2 separate regions of the Mus musculus genome follow, and region 1 is linked to region 2. The links are chromatin contacts, called in public promoter capture Hi-C maps. All regions are on one chromosome and are shown on one strand. Each heading gives the region's core, a stretch centred on a gene start, on an enhancer-like site or on the middle of the called end of the contact. The rest is flanking DNA. Distances are from core to core; before and after follow the strand shown.

What was found. Capture Hi-C pulls out chosen DNA fragments and counts their contacts.
Region 1: a promoter capture Hi-C map of adipose tissue shows a contact between it and region 2. The contact joins the promoter of Hdac7 here to the promoter of Rpap3 in region 2. A contact is called at or near these places in 3 of 39 promoter capture datasets (embryonic stem cells, liver and neural stem cells), 7 of 15 datasets of contacts at CTCF or cohesin (CD8 T cells, the NIH/3T3 cell line, embryonic stem cells and 3 more), 135 of 484 Hi-C or Micro-C datasets (B cells, B-cell progenitors, the C2C12 cell line and 80 more), 42 of 115 datasets of contacts at active chromatin or transcription factors (the 230-238 cell line, CD4 single positive thymocytes, DN3 thymocytes and 33 more) and 5 of 9 other capture datasets (adipose tissue, embryonic stem cells, embryonic tail and 2 more).

Annotation. Positions count from the first base shown.
Region 1 is chr15:97,828,841-97,833,999 of GRCm38.p6, reverse strand. It overlaps Hdac7 (histone deacetylase 7), which reads left to right and starts at 2,505. Exons shown (of 25, transcript NM_001378971.1): 1 at 2,505-2,641. The coding sequence starts at 2,623. It overlaps Gm33636 (a long non-coding RNA gene), which reads right to left and starts at 3,314. Exons shown (of 4, transcript XR_001781759.2): 1 at 2,695-3,314.
Region 2 is chr15:97,702,843-97,707,610 of GRCm38.p6, reverse strand. It overlaps Rpap3 (RNA polymerase II associated protein 3), which reads left to right and starts at 1,789. Exons shown (of 17, transcript NM_028003.2): 1 at 1,789-1,861; 2 at 4,242-4,409. The coding sequence starts at 4,257.

The DNA.
Region 1 (5,159 bases), core at 1,256-3,755, 130 kb before region 2:
TGTGCCACCAGGGAACATGGAACTTAGCATTGGCTTGGGAATCCATTGTGAGGCAGGGGATATTGGAGTCATAGGTAACTCTGGCAGCATCCCAGAAACATCTGGCTCAGCACCCCAGAAACATACCGCAAGTGCTGGTCTCCTCTCTGCCTACATTTTGCAGGCAGTGAGTCCTGATGTGAACCGAAAGCCACAGGTGACCATTGTGAGCATAGACGGGTGGTGAGCATAGATGGGTGGCCACACATCTTTATCCCAATCACTCAGAAGTCAGTGGTTAGACTGAAGAGAAGAGGTAGCTTCAGGAGCAGATGCACGGATGCTGCGCCAGTAGAAATTAACGAACAAGAAATTCAGCACAGAAACAGCTTTAGGAAAGGAAGATGTGGGGGCAATGTACGGTTACAGGAGGAGAGAGATAACAAGAGAGATTGGGGGTCCTCTGTACACAGGTTTCTTTTTTCCCCTGAAGTCTGTAACCCTCACGGAAGTCGTTGGAAGTAGAGTGCTCTGGTTTGGAAAGACAGCTCAGTGGATGAGGAAGTGTCTAGCAGAGCCAGAATGGACAACTTCCGACAGAGGGTCTATTAGAGATGTCTAGCTGGAGGGAGATCTTGGAAGGTCATGAATATTCATGAGTCAATGAAGAACTCGGAAGCCACGCTGAGGCAGTGCTTCCAAGCTAGGTACCTTGAACACTTGTGATAAAGAAGAGATTCAGACTCATAGACTAGACAGCTGAGGGTCAGTGCGGCTGGGAGAAAATCAGTGCTGGGGTGGAGTCCTTCAAGGGAAAGAAAATCCTTCCGGCTGAGGCTACAGAAATCGTGAAACATTTCAGAGGAGATGAAGGGATTTCAACAACAGAAGGGAGAAAGGTAGAGCGGCATTTACTCTGTAGGGAGTGTCTTAGGCCAAGGCAAGGAAGTGGGTAAGTATGGGGACATGAACAGCTAGCTGACAGGGCTGGCTGTGGTAGTAATAACGGTAACTACCTCTGAGCAAAGTACCAGGAGACACTGGGCAGGGATGTGTGTGGTGCCACATTGCAAGAGGCCATGGATGCTAGGGCAAGGTTGTAGTACCCATTAACAGGTACAGAGGAGTTACACTTAGCAGCTGAACAAGGGCACATGAGTCTAGACCTGTGTGTGACCTAGCAACATGGCCAACGTCCCTCTAGGCCACTCAAGACTCTGGCTTCCAAGATATCACATCTCTAGGTCTGCCTCATTTTCCCCTTCTAAAGGTTCTTGGAGTTCCGAGGACTCAGAGAGTAGATTGGGACCAGAAGGAAGCTGCCTTTCAGTGGCGGGCACCTCAAGGGCAGGGGAGCATAGTGTTCCTGGTGAATGACCGCTCTCCCTTCCCAGTTTTCTGACCTGCCAAATTGCTGGAGGCAACAGGACTGACAGGCCAAGCCAGGAAACTCAGTGGGAAGGTCCTCGGCCCCTGACCCTTGAATCTGACCTCCTCCCGTCTAAGATGGGGGAGAGGCAGGGAGGGCTTCAGTGCAAAGCCAGTCCTCAGCTGAGTTTATTAGCTGAGGGAGGGCTGGAGGCGGCTGCATTCCGACTCACAGACTGGAACATTTCTGTGATCCGCTGTAATGCACTGGGGGACACTGGGCACATTGCTGAAGTTTGACTCATAGGGTCCAGGAGTGGGGGGGCAAAGGAGGGTCATTGTGGAGGGAGAGGAATGGAAGAGGAAGAGGAGAGGATGGAAGGAAATCCCTTGAGAAAAATTTTTTTTAAGTTTCGAAAACTGCACCACCCCCCATCCCCTTTTTTTTTTCTTTTAATAGGAACAGACTGGACCCTTCTGCTCCCCTCAGCAGACAGTGGGGGCGGGGGGTGCCACTGGGGTTGGACTGGCAGTGGTTCAAATCAGATCCTGAAGTGTTCCTGAGGAGAGTCGTGTGTGTGTGTGTGTGTGTGTGTGTGTGTGTGTGTGTGGTGTGTGTGTGTTAGGATGGGGCAGGGGTGTCCGTCTGGGATTCCTTGCTCGAGACTCCAAGCGTGCCCTGCTCTCCCTGTGTGTAGCGCTGCCCTCGTTGACTTAAGTGTGTAGATGTGTGCACAGGAGTCCTTCCCCGAAGCGTAAAGCACCCTGGCTTGTGTAAACATGGATGCACGCCCGTGTACGCTGTGTATGCACGGGTGCGTGCACTCAGGTATCTGGGTTTCCGGGAATTGTGCGCGGGGCGCAGCGCCGCGCGGCGGCTGGGGCTTCCGCGGCCGCGCGCGGGTCCGGCCGCGTCCCGCGTTCCGGGTTCGGCGCTGCCTCCCGGGCGGTGAGCCGCGCCCCGCCGCGATCGGTGTCTGCCGCCAGGCTGTGTGCTGCTGAGCGAAGCCCGGGTGGTGTGTCCCAGGGCCGCCAGCGCCGGCCCCCTCCCTCCCCTCCCCCTTGGCCCGCTCTCAGACTCAGATAAAGCATTTCCTTCCATTGTCATCCTACCCGGCCGGCCAGGCTGCCAGGGCCCTCCCCCTCCCGGCCCCCTCCCTTCCTCTCGCCGTCTCACAGTCGCTCTGCAGCCTCCGGCGACCGGGGGGATGTGAGGCCGGCGCCCCGGCCCCCCGCCCGCCATGAGCCCCCGGCTCTGAGGGCCCCGGCCCCTGGATGCACAGCCCCGGCGCGGGTGAGTACCGGGCGGCCACCCCCTCCCCGTCCGCCCCGCCCTGCGCGCGGCACCCTGCGCTGCTCGCCCCGGCTCCCGCTCCGGCTGCGGCTGGGTCTCCGGCCGGTCCGGCTGGCCGGGTCCTCCGCGCGCCCTGGACCGCGCCCGCTCGCCCGGGCTCTGGCCCGCTCGCTGCCCCGGCTGGTTCCGGGGCCGAAGGGCTCCGGCCTCCTGCGGGGCGCCCACATCCGCCCGCTCCCGGGCAGCGACAGGCCCCGGGGAGGCAGTGGGAGGCCCGGGGCCGCCTGTGCAAGGGCCGGGCGTCCCGTCACCCTCCTCCCCGGGATCCGGGAGGCACGGCCGGCCGCCGAGGCCCGGGAGGGGGCGGTGCTCCGGGACCAAAGGTTTGGAAGCGGGAGGGCAAAGGCTAGGACCCACTGAACTGGCGCAGAACTTGCAGGGCTGGACATCAGCGCCCCTGTCTTGTAGAACTGGGCAGGGCCCTACTCAGATCCTGTAGCTGAGGGAAACGTCCCCTGGAGGGGTACTGGGCTGGGAGATTTCTCTGAGCATCACCCCTTATCCTTGATCACCCATCATAGAGAGACAGACACTGTGTTCAGCCTAGCAGTGAGGACAGTTAAAGGCGTGGGGAAGTGGGGGCCGCAGGCTGAGTACTGAGAGAGGTAGGGAGGTGGGGAGCTGGATCTAGCCCCCCCACCCCCACCCACCCCCAGTCTGATAGTACTGAGAAGTATGAGAACCCGGGCAAATCTGGCAACTGAACTGTCTTTTCGCCACTGCGATTTCTCCGCCAATTGAGTTGGAAGAAAAACCTAAGTCCTGCATGCAGGTCGCTTAATGAGTCCCACTTATTTCTCACTGGCTGCCGGTTTGGGGCCGACTTAGGGCTGACCATTGGTTCCCTGAACTATCCTTGCTGGCTGTCCAGCACTCCCCCAAAGCATCCTGCATCATCTGGCGGGGTTGGCTTGCTGCTAAGTATCCCTTCCCACATCCCAACGCAGCATCTGCTTGAGGCCCAGTTCTGCCTGCCAAAGTTTCAGGGTGATAATAGGACATTGGCCCTCGGTGGCCCTGGAGGGAGTGCAACATCTGGAATCAGGAGCTAGTCCTCCAGACTTTTACCTAGATTTGCTCAAATTCCATTGCAGACTGTCACTTTGGTTGGTTTCTATCCTCTAACTTGTACTTAGGTGACCCATTTCTTCCCAAGAGGACCCCCATGGGCTGCGGTCGTGCCTCCCCTCTGTGCCAACCTTCCGAGCCTCTTCTCCATCCGCCGCAAATCATCCTTCACTCTTAACCTCCTTGCTCTCTGCAGCCTCACGTCTCCCCTCAGTAACTAAGTACTTTTCTTCTTTACAGTGATTCCTGGGGGGGAAATGAGGCACAAAGCAGTTCCAGTGTATGGTACCCAGATAACTGAGATTGGACCAAGTCCTGAACCCAATGGGGCTGAGGCTTGTGTCTCTGTCTTTAGTTTTATGATGTCCTTTCCAAGCTAGACCCTCAGAGCTGTGCGTTGGAAAAGCTAGGTACAGGGTGCATCTGAGCCCCCTGCTGCTCAGTTTGGCCCCTTAGCTGGGGCATTTTTCTGTGTCTCAAGGGCATATGCTGAGCTTTGAGGCAAAGAAGGTTTCTCTTCTAAGCAGGTCACCTTACTTAAGCAGGCTTTTCTCAAAATTAACATGATAAGGTGGGTGGGTGGGGAGGATTCTCAGTTCACTTTCCAAAGCTCAGAGCTAGAGGGACCAACCGCACATAGCCAGTCAGTAATCCACGGGGAGTAAGGGAACAGGCAGAGCCTCCTGTGTCCTTGTCTCAGGGATAATGGTTCTCACCTATCTAGTTCCTAGTGGCTCAGTTGTGATGGGATTGGAAATGAGGACCTTTTTATAGCTGTAGGCACACTTCTTTCTTGGCCTTCTTTGCTCTTTGCCTTTCTTTAAGAACTGGTCGTTTCAACGTTGACAGGAGCCCCCAGAGAAAGGTGAGCTAATAATGTAAGGCCCAGAGTCACCTAGCCAAGGAATGGCACCAACCAGACCGGCCTCTGCCAGCATCTATTCTGAGCTCTTCCTTGGTTAGATGTGGTCTGGAGGCTGCAGGAGAGTATGGGGTATTGCAGGGCTTGAAGGCAGGTCCCCTTGGAGGCGCCAGCTCCAGGACTTTGAGTTTGTATATGTTGGATTTGTTCACTAGATGGGGCACTTCCTCTGGGGCAGGAAGCCTTGATTTCCTGTGTTGGGGGGTGGGTAGGGACCAGGAGTGAGGGGCCCAGTGCACCATCCCTGATGTTGTTTGGAACCACAGAAGGGCAGAGCTTTCGCTTGAAGCAGCTTCCCTAATCCAGGGGAGACAGGAAGGAGAGCTCTGGCGGGGAGGCCCAGGTTGAGGCTAGGGAAGGCTCTAAGTGCCATGAGCTGGGGGGTGGGTAGCGCAGCAGGAAGCCTGGTGAGCAGGTGACTCTGCCGGGTATTGTATTCCTTATAATATTTTCCCTGTTTCTGTGGTA
Region 2 (4,768 bases), core at 540-3,039:
GCTTTCATGGTAGTCCTGTGCATCACATGTGTGCCTGGTGCCCCGGGATGTCAGTTCTCTGGGAACCAGAGTTACACACAGTTATGATCCACCTCTGGGAATCAAATCCAGGTTCTCTGGAAGAACAGCCGGTGCTCTGAACTGGCGAGCCGCCTCTCTAGCCCTATTTCTATTTATTTTTGTTTATTTCAGACCGGGTATCATCACATGACTCCGGTTGGTGAGGAACTCACTATGTAGACCCTGAACTCGCAGAGATCCACCTGCTTCTGCCTCTGCAATGCTAAGATTAAAGGTGTACCCGAGCATCCACATTAAAAACATTTTTTTAAACCTAGTTTGTCTGCAATGGCACCTGCTGTGGGTGGTGGAGTACACAGAGTAGGATTTGCTACAGAAACAGTTACACTTTGTTAAAAGCTAGTTTATCTACAATATCATCAGAAAATAATGCTCTTTTATTTTTATAATGTGTAAGAGTGCTTGCCTGCATATATGTATGTATGTATGCACACCACATGCACGCCTGGTGCTAAGAGGCCAGAAGAGGGCGTCAGATCCTCTGGAATTGTAGTTACAGAACTGTTAACTACCACATGGGTGCTGGGAACTCAAGTTTTCTGCAACAGGGAACAGCATTCTTTCTTTTTCTTTTCTTTTTTTTTTAAAGATTTATTTATTTATTTATTTATTTATTTATTTATTTATTTATTTATTGTATGTGAGTACACTGTAGTTGTACAGATGGTTGTAAGCCTTCATGTGGTTGTTGGATATTGAATTTAGGACCTCTGGAAGAGCAGTCAGTGCTCTTACCCGTTGAGCCATCTTGACAGCCAGGGAACAGCATTCTTAACCATGGAGACTTCTCTTCAGTTTCTGATCTTTACTTTTAAATGAACTTAAAAGACAACCAGTCACACCATGAGGGAAAGAAAGATCCTAATGATATGACCTAGTGAGGAAAGACCAGGGGCGGTTTTTCATTGACAGGCAGGTAGATTAGTGTTTTGCAGCTGCACAGCTGTACCCAGTGCTTTGAAAATGACTGATGCTGAAGTTGTATCGAAGATTAATTATGTCAAACCTCTGGGATAAGATTCATAAATCAGCGTGTGTGGGATACACACCTGCACGGCTGCCTCCCTTGTGTGATTCGAAGGTTCAGTCAAACTTGTGAATGAATAACTGATCTTTGAGATGATATGTTTTCCATTCAGTTTGAAAAAAGTTGGTTTGTGGACTTAAAAAATTATACCCATTGCATTGTACAACAGAGTTATTACATAGGAAACAGCTTCACTCACAAAGGAAGCAGAAGCAAGCATTACAGGTTTCAGTCATTCTTTTAGATAAGCCAGGGTCTATCTAAAGATAGACACAAGCCCGAAATCTACAGATAATCTTAGAAAAGGAAAAAGATTAGTAGCAAAAAAGCACAAGGAAGACCAGCAGCCACATACAAGACTCAGAGAGAAAACAGCAGAGTTCCAGCATTGACAGTTCTTAGAAGTTACAGTAACTTTCTCCTAGGATTTTCAGAGGCTACAAACATCTCGTTAGTGGAAAGCAGGGCAGCTCTCAGAAACACAATCGAGGGGAGTAAAAGGCTTTATGCTTTGGAGGTCAATACGTCAAGATGGGTGCACTTTGGGGGATCCTCACGCTTAGTCTAGAAGAGGTTAGAACATCAGTCTACGTCCACCGCCAGCAAAGCAAGAGCAGCCGAGCGCGGGAGCCGAACCTTCTGCGCACGCTCGAGCGGCGCGCGGGGCCTTGTGGGAAGGCGCAGACCTCCGGCGGTGGTGTAGGACGCCGTGCGTCTCCCTGGAGCCGGTGAGGTTGGTGGCCGCCGTGGCGGGTGAGTAGGCTTTACCGTTCCCGCTGGCTGCAGGGGCGTGGGGTGGAAGAGCGGGGCTGGGCCCGGGCCGGGAGCAGCGGCGGGGCGCCGGGGCTGGTTCCCGAGTGCGCTCTCCGCGCGCTGCCCAGGGTTCGGCCTGAGCTGGCTCCGCGTCCGGGCTCGGGCGGTCTGCGGTGGCGGGACCTCCGGAGCCACGGTCCCGCGAGGGCGGCGGACCTGCGGGCTCCGTCAGGCCAGGGTATGCAGGCTTGGCTTGATACGGGACGTGAACGTGGTTCCCCAGGCTCTGGAAGTTTCTGGTTGCCTGCGGAACGAACCCCGTCCTGGCAGCATGGGCTGCCCTAGGACCCGGGGGTGGGTGGAAGGAGAGCTGCCGCCCTTACAGCATCTCATGGTCTGCTTGTTTGTTTAGAGACAGGGTTTCTCTGTAGCCCAGGCTGCCCTGCAATTCGCTGTGTAGTAGACCATGCTGGCCTCGAACCGCGGGCCTCTGCCTCCCTCCTGAGTGCTGGGATTGAAGACGTGCAGCGTTTAAGGGTCTCGTTTTGCAGGTGTACTGGTTTGTGTTCAGCAAAGCGTTATGCGGGATTTGTTTATGAATGAAATGCATGCGCATAACCAAAAGTGGACACTGCTTGACGCTTAAACTGCCTCGTTGAGGCTGAGTCAGAAGATCCGTTTTACACTTTTTGTTTGTTTGTTTTGTTTTGTTTTTCGAGACAATGTTTCTCTGTGTAGCCCTGGCTGTCCTGGAACTCACTCTGTAGACCAGGCTGGCCTTGAACTCAGAAATCCGCCTGCCTCTGCCTACCGAGAGCTGGGATTAAAGGCGTGCATCACCACTGTCGGGCCGAGCCGTTTTAAACAGCCTCTTTTTACTGGGGGTGGGGGGTGGGGGGGGGGAAAGCTCTTATAACCTCCCTCCAAGTATTCCTATCTTAAGGTACCTAGTCCAGTCACTTTACCCATTGTATCTATCTGCCTGTCTGTCTTCTGTCTCTCTTACAGTCTTCAGCATCTTTCACATGTTGGCAAATGCTATGTCCTAGCCCTTTAAAACTTACTCTTAAGGTGTGCTAAGGCGTCATGTTGAGTTTAATTTGTGAGGCCCCCTCTGCCTCCTGGATAGCTGGAACCAGAAGCAGTGGTCGACTGTGCACCGCTGTGAGCTTCATGTGCTTCCAATGGAGTTACATTAGGAAAGACAACGTTAACCCCTGTCCCATGTAACGTGATTCATTTAACTCATTTCTATCCGTAAAAATCCTGCGACTATTCTCAGTCTTTTTATGACCTAACGCCATGAACATACGAGCACGTGTGTGCGCTGCTAAACTTTCCTACTTAACATGTTAATTTTCTCAGGCGGTGGGTGGGTGGCAGCTCTCATATGGGCCCAGCTCCCTATAGGTACTGCCACCTCCTTTTTCTGATCTTCCTGTTCCCTAAGGCTGCCACTCTTCAGGCCCTGCCGAGCTTCCGTCAGTACAGTCTCTGAGCACGTTCAAATGCAAGAGTTTCTACCTTATTAATGGTGTCACCCACATTTCTCTCTAGTCCTTTCTATCTACTCAATACCTTCTGATGGCCCCTAAGTGCTCACATTCAACATATTCCAGACTGAAACAATCCTCTTACTCATCTGCCCCCTCCCCCAACGTGCGCGTTTTCCTTTTACAATTGCATTGCTTTGCCAAAGTTTTATTTTCACGCTATGCATATGTGGCGTGCGACGGTGCATGCATGTGCCATGGCACACACATCAGACGACAACTTTGTGGAGTCAGTTTTCCCTTTGCACCTGTGTGTGGGTGGGGTACCAGGGATCGTGTGGGTACCACTAGGTATCACCAAGCCTTAACGTTGTTAGGCTTGCGTCGTGTTGAGTGCTCTAGTCAGGAGCCTCCTTTCCAGTCCCTCAGAGCTGGATTTCTTGACTTAAAAAGATATTACCAGTTTCTACCAAGCAGAAATCTAGAACATCGTTTAAATCTTTCTCTTCTTCCCAACGTCTCGATCTAATCAGGCATCGGGTTATTTTTATATTACCAGTCAATTACTTTTATGTGACTTTTAGAATGTCGGCTATCACCCCCAGGCCTGGTGTGTTACTGTCTGCCCCGAGTCAACTTTTCACCTCTTCTTTGTCCCTCAGCTTTTCTCTGCTGCCTGGTCCTCCCTGCTCCTCACTTGATTGGCCTACTCTGACCTTGAGTCTTTTGTTACTACTGGGCTCTCAGGCATGCACCATCTCACCAGGTGTAAATGCGGTTTTCTACTTAACAGTACGCTGAAGTGATGATGGTTTTACGGGGACGCACCCCCTCATCGTAAATAGATGCATCTGCCGTTCTGATTCTCAAAACTTTGTGTGCTCCAGACTTGGCAGGACACGATGACTTCGGCGAGTAAGGCAGTTGAGTTGCAGCTCCAGGTGAAACACAACGCAGAGGAGCTGCAGGACTTCATGAGGGACTTGGAGCACTGGGAGAAGGACATGAAGGAGAAGGACCTGGAGCTGAGAAGACAGGGTGGCGTTGCCGAGGAGGTGAGCGAAAGGTCTCTGCTCATGTGCAGCGGAACCTACTTATCATCAGTGTGTGTACCACGTGGGTGTGCATGTACAAACACACACACACACACACACACACACACCAGCATGCCACAGCACAGGATTACAAGTCAAAGGACAACCCCCTGGGGTTGGTTCTCTCTTGTGGGCTCCAGGAATCGAACTTGAGTCAACAGGCTTGCAACAAGCACTTTGACCTGCCCAGCCATGTTATCGTTAAATTTAAATTATAGAAATATTTAAAAATAAAGCATGGCCCTGTAAAATGTGCTGTCGAGTCCTGAGGTTGCCTGGAATCCTAGTAGTCGGGCAGTGGAGGCAGAAGGATCTAGAGT